Regions from separate parts of the Gossypium hirsutum genome. Here region 1 is linked to region 2. The links are chromatin contacts, called in public Hi-C maps. All regions are on one chromosome and are shown on one strand. The core of a region is the stretch at or near the end of the contact, and the rest is flanking DNA. Distances in the headings are between cores, read along the strand shown.

Region 1 (2,935 bases), core at 393-2,892, 240 kb before region 2:
AGTGATCATAATTGTTTGCGGGGAAGTCTTTTGAAAGGAAATTGCTACACTTTTTCTTTTTGCACGTTATAGTTATGGCCATTTTCATTAAGCATCGTTCTCAAGAAGCTTTTCTTTTAAATCATCTCAAAACATGTCTAAATTCAATGGTTTAAAGACAATAATTATGCAATCTTTGCCTTCCCATGTTACAAGTTGATGAAATTTGTAAATATAAAGGGTTGAATTTGTGGTATTACTTAGAATTAGGACTAAATTGATAGAATGTGAAAATATTGAGAACTAAATGATAATTATACTAATTAAAAAAGGTAACATCATCATTTCTACTAATGATTTAATGGAGGGTGACTATAACCGGAACAAATGATAAAGTTAGTGGCAAAATGAAAATCTTTATAGTTTGATGACCAAAAAAAAAACTGGATGACTAATTGTATAATTCACCCTTAATACTTCTATAAATTATTTTCACCAATTTATAACCATTCATTATATTAGCTTAATTTCATTCAATATTTAACTTAATGTTTTTACCAACTACCTAAACTTTTAAAACCCTTTCCCGCAATCTGTCTATTAGAGGCCAAAAGAGAATTAAATGAAGAAGAAAATAATACAAATGCTCCTAAATTTTAATGGAAGCCCAAAATTTTGCACCTAAACACCATTAAGTAATTTTACAAACTCAAATTGCGACATTTTAATTTCCACCATGACCATGCAAAAAATGGCAACAAATTTGAGAAAATTCAATCTCGTTTCTCATTGAAATCTCGAGAAAAATTTTACAAGCATTACAACATTCAAAATTTTTCTCCAACTGTTTATGTTTATTGATTTAATCAGAAGGAGACGAAATGAAGATCCTAATATGATCCAAGAAACTGAGATTTTGAGGCCTATCCTTACGTTTCACATAACCTTTGGCTTCTTTCTCCGAATATACCCCAAACCCTTTTCTCCCGTTCCTCTTCCACATCTCCTCCTCGTAACTCTTGTGCGCGTAATACGCCTGAGCTGCGCACGGCAATAGCTCTTCCTCCCCAGCCGGCGTCAGATGGATGGGCCTCCGCTCGTAATGCCCGCGACTTGTGCCTTCCAATTCGTCCAGGCGGTCCAGCCCCCGAGCCGACACTGCGTACAACTCTCCCGTGACTCGGAGTCCCGAACCGGCCATGTTGAGGAGGAAAGGGACGCGGTATGGCCCGCAAACGAGCGGGTATTTCTGCAGGGTACAGTAAGTGCCTTTGAATACGGCGTCTCCCGTTCGCATCAAATCTTGAAGGAGCACGTGATTGGCAAAGCCCCGTTTCAAGGTGCCATATGTGAACACGAGGTTCGTACAATTACTGTTTTCCAATTCCACACCCATTCTAGTGGTGTTTGGTTGGCTAGAAAGTGAGGGAAAATCAAAGGAACAAAAAGAAGTAGAGAGGATTTGCAGGTTGTCAGGTAAAGAAGGGGTGTGGAGTTCTATTAATAGGAGGATTCCGTTTGATTGGTTAGGAATTTTAACTGTAGAAAATTCTCAATCTGGAGGGTGGTGAATGGTTTTATTTAATTACTTTATTATTGGTCAAAGTTAGACCTATCCATAAGCCGGGTCAGGCCGAGTTCGGGCCGGGCCCACAAAAAATTTTCAGCCCGTTTATTAGGCCCGGGCCCGGCCCGGCCTGAAATATGGGCTTGAGATTTTGCCTAGGCCCGGCCCGAAGAAAAAATATGGGGCCCGAGCCCAGCTCGACCCGGCCCTTTTTAATTAAAATTAAAATTAAAATTATTTTTTTAATAAAATTAAAACTAATTGTTATTAAAATTAATTGTTAGTAAAATTATCAAATTATTAATTGTTAATTGTATTAATTGTTGTAATAAAATCTAATATTTGATTAGTAAATTTATCAAATTATTAATTGTATTAATTGTATTAATTGTTGTAACAAAATCTAACATTTGATTAGTAAAACAAACTTGATGTTTTATTATTATTATTTTGTAACACTAGTCAAGGAAATGAAAGTAAATAAACTTAAAATAAAAAAACTATTATATTTTAAAAATAATATATATATTTAATATTTTTCGGGCCGGGCCGAGCCGGGCCCGGGCCAAAAAAATCTTGCCCGAGGCCCGGCCTATTTTTTAAACGGGCCTAAAATTTTGCCCAAGCCCATATTTCGGACCTATATTTTTACCCAAACCCTCCCATATTTCGAGCGGGCCGTCGGGCCGGGCCGGGCCACCCGGCCCATGGACAGGTCTAGTCAAAGTACAAATAATTAATAATAAATATTATATAATTTAGTTAAAATTAATATAAATAATTTATAATAAACACCATGTAATTTAGCTAAATAATAGATCAAATTTTCTATATAAACTTTAAATTATATTAATAATATAACATATAAATATATATTTTTAAAATATTTCCTAAATTAAAGTACTATTATATATAAAAATAATATATGTATAATTACAAATACATTTACATTCATTAATTTTTTAAAGCATTTTAATTTATGAGAAAAGATGGTATGAAATTATGATTCTAAGTTATCTCTATCTCTTTCTAATAAGAGAATAACAAATTAAAATTTTTTTTCTTGATTTTTAGCTTTTTTTCTCTTGAAAAAAATTCAAATTTAATTAAAAATCAAGAGGAAAAATTTAATTTCTCATTCATCTATTAAAAATAGATAAAAATGACGTGAAATTATAATTTCATAGCATTTTTTTTCTTTTTTTTATATCGATAATTTTGTATTTTAAGCTTAAATCCTAAATATTTTTAAATTAAATAAAAATAATAATTGAGCCTCTACTTAAAACTTAAAAGTCGGGATCAAAAACTACTAATAAAATCAATGATTTCATTAAAGTTTCCCGCGCCGTTTAGCGGCGGATAAAGAGTCAAATAATTTTGTCCACG
Region 2 (2,724 bases), core at 213-2,712:
TAAACAAAGCAGACCAACAAATGAGTTAGATTTTGAAAATTCTATTGAATCATTATACCATCAGATAAAGTTTCTATATACCAGTTATTTCATTAAATAATCCATTTCATAACTCAACTTCTTGTAATTGCCTTCTAAGTAAAGCAACAAACGCACAAACCAGTAAGAACACCTTGATAGACACAGCAGATTATTATTCAAGACGAAGAATGGAAACAGTTCTTTAACCCCTAGCCGAAATTTTTACAGGTTCCCAAAAATAGAGCCCAAATTGACCAATCTTTTCATTAATAAGTAAGGTTCTACTTTATTTTTATGCTTACTAGATGCTAGTTGTTTCTAAGGTAAAGGTAAGAAAATGCAACCAAAATCCTAAATGAGGCATAACATCTGTTCATTAAATTTTTGCGTGACAAAATGCATAATTACAGAACAATTATGTTTCAATGTGTATCATATTTTAGCTATTAATATAATTTTAACAAATATGATAATGCTTTTAACCAGCTTTAAGAAAATCAAAAGGAAAATTGTAAAAAGCAGGTGCCCGAACAAAGTACCAAAGCCTTAATGATTTAAAAGCAACAAAAAAAATGTAGGATTGGAAGGAACAAAAGAAAATATATCAGCCAAACTACATTTTCCTCTCTAAGAAACGAAATAGAAATGTACTACATTACAAGGCTTGTATCCTTAACATCAATTCTCTTTTCCCTATACTTTACTAAAAAAGACATTGAAAAAACACAAATTTAACATTAAGTATAAATTCAAAACACAAGAGACAACATATAAGCAAGAATGGTTAAGAAATATACCATGGCTTGACCAAGGCCAAGAACATCCCATCTGTCAGGCAAAACACAAAACGAACGAGCAACTTCTTCTTCATCATCGACTTCCTCCTCATCTTCTTCACTCTCAAATTCATCTCCTTTGCTACTGCTACAGCTACAACTCCCTCCAGAACTACAAGGAGAAGAAACCCAAAAGAACCCACCTTTCTGTTTCCCCATTGAACCAGAAGTCACCCTCCCTTTACCTCTGAAATCACCCAGAAACCCCAACTCTCTTATAATCCTCCCACTCCCATAACTTTGTTTGCGGTGATATAGAGAAGAAAATGAAGGAGCATGGAAGCGGTAAAGAGAGAAAATTGGAGAGCAAAAAAGGGAGTTAATTTGTGGAGGAGATGAAATAGAAGTAAGGAAGGACATAGTTGAAAGTAGTTCAAACACTTGGTTTTATTATTAACTAAAATGGGAATCTATTAGGGAAGGAAGAGCTGTCTGGGAATCGAGTTTTCTTTGTTTAGGATGGAGAATTGGAAGCAGAAGACATCCCCATCCACAAAGATTTTGGTGAATGTTTGAGAGAGAAAGGCTCTAAGTCGCTGCTTCTGTTGGTGTGTTGAGGATAAAATGGAAGGATGTTTTCCTTTTTCCTTTTTCCTTTTTCCTTTTTCTTTTCTCCATTTATTATTTTATTTTATGAGTTCCCAGAGGTGGTTACGTGGACGTTTACTTTCACATAATATTCGGTAAAATTGCATGTATAACAATTATTTCTCAAATTTAAGTAATTGAAAAAAATAAAATTATACAAAATCAACAATTAATTTAAGTAATTGCATTTCTTATAAATTGAATTTATTATAAATTTACAAAAAAGAATTTCAAAATTAATAATCTGAAATGTATTAGCAATTTAATGCTTAACATTTTAGAATAAATTTAAAAAATTCAATTTATTTTGGAATACCTAAAATTAATGATAATCATAATAAGTAATAATTGTATGTTAATTACATTACATTATATTTTTTGTGCAATTCAAGATCAATTTATTGTATAAAACTGTAATTTTAAGTCAGGAAGATGACAAGTGAAATTTTTTTAACATCAATTAACTTTTCCGCTCACACAAAAAAAATTGAGATCAAATATTAATATAAAAATAAATTAATCTAATTAAAACATATCATAAACAGTTTCCACTCATTATTTCACATGCAGTATCATATATTTATTTATTGAATAAAAATTTTAAATAAAAATTAATGCTATCTTCATTTTCTTTATATTCTATAGTCCCATTTAAGTTTCCAGCCAATTATAAATAGTGAACACACCTAGAGGTCAGTGTCTAAATTTACTCAAAGAATATATTTTATGCAACACATTTTGGCAAATTTTAACAAAAATTCTATTTTTTCTGCAATTTTTAATTCTTCTATATGACAATAAATATCTTCTCTAACGTTCAAGATTTTCCTTTTTTCCGAATTTCTTTGCCGTATTCGCATGCATGCCATTAGTATTCCAATAAACACGATTTTAAAAGAACTTCTGTAAAATAAGGAGATTGTTGAAAGTTGAAATCTTAAAAATCAAAGATAAACATTTGATGATATGGTATTTTCTCGAATTTTAAATTGCTCTTCATCTTTAGTAAAAATAAGGGTGAAGTAAACTGATAATCACTCAACTTTAATTAAAATAATAAAATAATTATTAAACTTTAAAAAATTACAATTCAATCACTAAACTTTAATAAAAATAACAAATCGGTCACAAATGAACATTTTCCTCTACAAACGTAACAGAAAGTTGAGGTGACCCATTAACTAGCCACGTTGTACATTAACTAGCTACGGTGGAACCCCAATTTAAGAAGCAGAAGAGAAGAAGGAAGAAAAAAGAAGGAATGGAGAAACCCACGGTT

What was found. A called contact is a pair of places that touch in the nucleus more often than the background predicts.
Region 1: a contact with region 2 is called in a Hi-C map of leaf, with 2.1 times the contacts expected there. The contact joins the promoter of LOC107951760 here to the promoter of LOC107950529 in region 2. A contact is called at or near these places in 17 of 34 Hi-C or Micro-C datasets (anther, callus, cotyledon and 5 more).

Annotation. Positions count from the first base shown.
Region 1 is chrD03:9,638,778-9,641,712 of Gossypium_hirsutum_v2.1, reverse strand. It overlaps LOC107951760 (putative gamma-glutamylcyclotransferase At3g02910), which reads right to left and starts at 1,642. Exons shown (of 1, transcript XM_016886898.2): 1 at 742-1,642. The coding sequence starts at 1,375. The coding sequence ends at 842.
Region 2 is chrD03:9,399,408-9,402,131 of Gossypium_hirsutum_v2.1, reverse strand. LOC107950529 reads right to left here and starts at 1,462. Exons shown (of 5, transcript XM_016885399.2): 1 at 819-1,462. The coding sequence starts at 1,217.